2 separate regions of the Mus musculus genome follow, and region 2 is linked to region 1. Evidence: chromatin contacts called from public promoter capture Hi-C data. All regions are on one chromosome and are shown on one strand. Each heading gives the region's core, a stretch centred on a gene start, on an enhancer-like site or on the middle of the called end of the contact. The rest is flanking DNA. Distances are from core to core; before and after follow the strand shown.

What was found. Promoter capture Hi-C pulls out the DNA fragments that hold promoters and counts their contacts.
Region 2: a contact with region 1 is called in a promoter capture Hi-C map of the 3T3-L1 cell line, with 3 times the contacts expected there. The contact joins the promoter of Ccdc148 here to the enhancer-like site in region 1. A contact is called at or near these places in 5 of 39 promoter capture datasets (the 3T3-L1 cell line, cranial neural crest, embryonic stem cells and 2 more), 7 of 115 datasets of contacts at active chromatin or transcription factors (astrocytes, bone marrow-derived macrophages, embryonic forebrain and 4 more) and 1 of 9 other capture datasets (adipose tissue).

The regions. Positions count from the first base shown.
Region 1 is chr2:58,767,685-58,770,384 of GRCm38.p6, reverse strand. All of the region lies in intron 2 of Upp2 (uridine phosphorylase 2), which reads right to left. Among named protein-coding and RNA genes, the nearest start is that of Upp2, 14 kb to the right of the region's middle. Within about 2 kb of position 1,389, at least 9 of the 459 cell types and tissues checked have an H3K27ac peak or open chromatin away from gene starts, as enhancers often do.
Region 2 is chr2:59,159,429-59,162,128 of GRCm38.p6, reverse strand. It overlaps Ccdc148 (coiled-coil domain containing 148), which reads left to right and starts at 1,446. Exons shown (of 15, transcript NM_001372501.1): 1 at 1,446-1,782. Pkp4 (plakophilin 4) reads right to left here and starts at 1,279. Exons shown (of 22, transcript NM_026361.2): 1 at 1,001-1,279.

The sequences.
Region 1 (2,700 bases), core at 140-2,639:
AGTGTGTTATAAGAGATGCAGCATGTATGGTGTATATACAGTATGATGTATGTGGTGTGGTCTATATGGGTCTGATGTAAGAGATGTGGTATATGTGATATGCTATATGTGATGTGCTCTATATGGTGTGGAATGTACAGGGTGGTATATGTGATATGGTATATGTATTGTAGCATATGCGATATGGTATATGTGGAGTGGTATATGTGGAGTTGTATGTGTGATGTGGTATATGTGGTGTAGTATATATGGTATGGTATATGTGGTGTAGTTTATGTGATGTGGTATATATGGTGTGGTATATGTGGTGTGGTATATATGGTGTGATGTATGTGGTGTGCATATATGGTGTGTATAGAGTGAAGTACAGAAAGCAAAAGCCAAGGAGTGCTAGGCAGCTGCCATTTGAATGTAGGCACACTTGGCTTTGAGTACTAGCTCATCTCTGATTAAGTCACTTGCTCAGCAACACATGAAACCATTATATTCTTCAGATCATCATCTCTGCCACTCTCAAGTTTAATCAGGTGCAGGCATGGATCCCTGTACGTTCTCAGTGTCCACGTATGTAGACTTCTACATTTCATATCAGATAACACTGCTCTGGCTTGCATTTGAGCCCACATCTCTGTTGCAGGATTCAGGAAAAAAAAATGAAACTGACTTAAGTTTTCTTGGAGGGAAAAAGATACTTAGTGGTGCCTGGCTGATGTGGGCAGCATTGGGCAGCAGATCCAAAGAAGGCTAGCACCGGCCTTCATGGGGGCTGTCTGGAGAAATTCCTGAGGTTGCTGAGTGGGTGTCCCTCCTGCAAAAGATCAACAGAACTATTGGGTGGTCTGATCTCACCAAGCATCCTGTTTCTACTTAACAATAATTCCTGGGCAGCGTACAGTCACTCTCAATCACAGGACATAATTATACTTTTTTTGTCTAGGCACGGTGCTTCTCATGTACCCTCACTGCTCTCTTCTCTGGAATCCTCTAGGAGGTTTTTCTATGGGGCCTTAAGGTAGTAATGAACAATGGAAGCCAGGCATAAAGTCTAGAGACAAGACAGCAAGGCAGGCTGATGTTTAAGGTAAGCTTCAGATACTGTTGATTTTTCGGGGACTTTGCTCCTTTCTTGTTATGAGTAGTTAAGCACTTTCTTGCTGTGCGTAGATCAAGGTCTAAGTACAAGCAGGCCCCTTGTAATATGCAAAATACAGGAGATTGAAAATAACCTCACTGTGTGGTACCAGGACATCTAAATTACAATCATTCGGATTGACCATAAAACTGAAACAGATGTTAGGATAGTTTGCAGTTTGTGTTCTGCTTTGAACTGTTGATATTGCAGTAATCAGGCAGAGTGTCTGCAGATTTCTGGAGACATGTGTAGACAGAAGCAAGCTTAGCTCCTGACACTAGTCCCAAGTCAGATTCACTAAGCATCGCCTGTAGACACCATGACCAGCCTGACTGCTTTAGTAAGAAGTAACACACAGCTGAAGACCACTGGCCAACATTGATCTCTGGTGGTACTGACTGTGATTTATGTTCCAAACAAGATGATCTTTGTCTAGAATTTTTCAGAAAAAGGTAGAAATGCATTGGGCAGGAATAAGAAGCACTGTAAAAAAAATGTTCAGAATTTTGCGTAATAACTTCCAGAACAAACTCACTCTTAAATGTCCCCAGTAGCTTAAAAGATTTTGCCATATGGCATTAATTTACAACATAGGGTTTATGCATTTTGTGTATTAAGAAGGACTATAAACATTTAAAGGCATATTATGAAGCTTTATGAAGCAATGATTTTTCCACGTTACTTAAAATTCTGAAGATACCATGCATTTCAGAAACATGGCGCAAAGCCCCCTGAGCTTGAACTGATCTGAATGCTCCCTACCTGGAGATGAGCTTGCATGGTACCAGAAGGCATCCTGCAAGCTTCTAAAGGAGGGAGGCAACCAACAGTCCTATGTAGCTATGATGTCTATAAACCACATTAATGACCAGTACGGCAAAGGTAACCCTAAGGGTGCAATAGTGGCACTCATATCTTGGTAGTGACCAATTGTTCTCTAATTGGACTTAAGACCCACTCAACAAGAGTAAAACACTCATGGGACTGGAAATCTAGCTAACTGCTCAGAACTAGGAAAGTCATGGTTATTGGAGGAGAATCTACAACCACTAATTTACTAAACCAGCACAATCCCTAACAACAATCTATAAAAATTTGTCCTTATAAACAAAGGTAAGTGTAATCTTTACCTCCAACCCCATCAAGAAAACCTCTCTGCAACAGATGGGGACCATTACAGAAAATCACAACCAGTCAAAATTCAGAGTTGTGGAGCCCAGTCTCCATGGATACAACTACAAAGCATTCATGCATCTAAAGATCAGGGAACATTGTAGAAGAGGAGAGGGGAAGTCCGTGAGATCCAGAGGACCAGGGAGTTTGTTGGGAGACGGTATCACCTAGTAACATCAGACACTGCACTCATAAAGTCTCACCAGCATAATTGCCCAAATGTAAGCTGAATAAGACCAACGCCAATGGGTATGCAAAACTGGATGGAGAAAAGCACATGAGATCTCAAGCACACACACACACACACACACACACACACACATCAACCAAAGAAAGCTGGGAGGGGTAGAGGTGTTCTTCCTCAGGGAAGAGTACACTAATTGGTTGGCCAGTGC
Region 2 (2,700 bases), core at 197-2,696, 390 kb before region 1:
GGTCCTGGAGACCAATGCAGCAAAAAATCCAGAACCATAGGCTGGAGCCCCAAGAAAACTACCGCGCTTCCCTCTCCACCGCCCTCTGCCGCAGGGAGAGAAGCGGAGGCAGGAGAGTGAACGAGGCTTACCAGCTCTGAAGATGCGCCGTGACCTCTGGCTACGCGGCGAGATCAGGGCCGGGAAGGCGCTAGTGCGGCCGCGGCCCGTGCGGACTCTGTCCCTGGTGCATTCCTTGCATTCCAGCACAATCTGTCGCCAGCCTACAAGCTGGCAGCGCGCGTCGCCCGTTGGACGCACACACCTGCCTATCGCGGCGCCCGGAGCAACCGCGGCGCCTCCGCTGCCCGCGCTCGCCGGGTGTCGCACTCAGTCACTATGCCGCCAAAACCCGGTCCCGCCGCTCGCCCTCTCGTTTCCCAAGGAGTAAGAGGGGACAGGGACCCACGACCCTCCGTTGGGTGCAGCTGCTCGCTCTAACTCCTGGCAGCGCGAGGAGGCAGTGCGGCGCGGGAGGGCAGCCTGGAGCCTTAAGGCTGGGGCGCCCGCTAGGGAGGAGCGTGCGGTTTGCAGCTGCAAGCTGGGAGCCCTGGACCCTCCGGGCGGTCGTCACGGGCACCAGCGCTGCTCTGGGGGCCCGGGCGACACGCCGGGCGAGCGTGGGAGGCACGGCTGGCGGTTGCTTCGGTGGAGCGAGGGACGGACACACAGACGGCCGGTCCCGGGCACGACGGCGCGCGGGAGCCTCGGGGCTCAAGTTCGAGAAGCGGTGGCGCGGTGCGGGAGGAAAAGCGGCCGCGCCGAGCTGTGCGGGGCAAAGTTGTGCGCCGCCGGGGGGAGGGGAGAGGCGGGCGGGATGGCGGAGCACGCGGCGGGGACCGAGAGATCCGAGCCAGGGAGCCGCGGGGGGCGCCTGGCCGCCGCCAGGTCCCGGCTCGACGCGCTCTGGGCAGCTAGCACCCCAGAGCCCCGAGCCCTCCCGCCAGCCCCGCGCACTTACTTTCCAGCTCAGGCGGAGGCCGTCGTCGCTCCAGGGACCAGGGACATCCACGCCGAAGGGTCGCCGCTGCGGCACCGGAGCAAACTGGCCGAAGTGCGGCAGCCTCGCCGCTGCCCTCCCCTCCCTCCCCTCCCGCCCCCTCCCCCGAAGAGGCTCTCCCACCACCCCGGTGGCGGCGGCAGCTCGCCTCTACCCCGTGCCCATAGTGCCGCCGCCGCGGCCGGCGTCCACGCGCACTCAGCCCCGGAGCCCTCTAGACTGCTCAGAGGCCGCCGCCCCGCCGCCAGCCCGCCCGCCCGCCCGGCCAGTCCCGGCACCCGGGAACGTCAGCACGCTGCCGTCCCCAGACAGGCTCCGCGCCCGCCCCATTGGGCGGAAGGAGAGGGCCGGCCCTCCCCATTGGCCCGGCCCTCATATTGAACGAGCCAATGGGAGCTGCGGTTTCAGGTCGCCATGGAGACCGATGCTGTTAAGAGCTAGAGGGCCAGGAGAAGGTGGGGAGTGAAGATGAAGGTGTCTGTAGCCTCCGGCGCGGGAGGGGGTGGGGGGAAGGAGTATTAGGGGATTCCCGGGAGAGGGCTCTGAAATCGGGCGGGTCTTGCTTTTGAGTATTGCCAAGACTCTGCATGGTAGGGCTTGTCCCCAGCGTCAAAGGCAGAAACAACTGAGCCCCCGGACTTCTACTTTACATTGAAAGCTCAGGAGTGGGCGTTTCATTTTTCCTGCATCTGGGGAGCATGCGAGGCTATATGCATTTTGACCTTTGAGATCTGTGCAGCCCGGTGAGTTTCCACTCCATTCCTTAAATCTCTGCTTCTTCCTGACGTCACAGGGTCACTTGAATTCTTTCTCCAACCACTCCCCCTTCCCTGAGTCTACATTTCCTCTGATTTTTGGTTCTTCCAGCCTATAACCCCTCCCAACGAAAACAGGATTTCTTGCACGTGGTATTTTGGTAAGGAAACTGAGTGGGGTTGTACTAAAGGACCAGCCCGCAACAGAATGAGTTCTCTGCTTCCCAAAACAGCAAGTCTGATCTCTCCTCCGCCCCTCCCTCTTGGACTATGTGCTTTCTGTGCTGAGCTTGGCAGGTGCATGCTCTTCCCAGTTTGTCTGAGGCTGGAGAAGTGCCAGAATTCATCCCAATGATTTCTCAAAAAGAAAAAAATAGATTACAAATGATGGATTTTTGCTTTCTGGCAGTTTTCCAGATTAATACTAAAATCGGTAAGGAAATGATGAATTGGGACAGGGGAGCATTCGCACCCAAATCTTGACCTTTAATAATGAGTGCTCTACTTTCATTTTAAATCATTTTGTGCTAGTTTGCTCGTGCTAATTATTTTTGATGAGTGATGTTCATAATTAGATGGTAGCTATTAATCTGGAACTTTTACACATGATATTGCTTCATAACATATTTTAAAAATAGTACCACTCTAGCATATAGCCACCGATGTATTCATGTTTCTTCTTTTGGTGGCTTTGTTATTTTCATAATATCCTCTTTAGTAAAAAGAAAAAAATATTATACTATCTCCCTTCACAATAAGGGATATTAATTTTCCTTGTTATATTTTGTGGGGAAAGCTGATAGGAATTTTACATTACAAATATTTTGTTGTGAGAAGCAGATTATTGTGTATGCAAGCTCTATATATCTAATTTACATTCTGAATTTTAATTGGGTGGCATGTTTT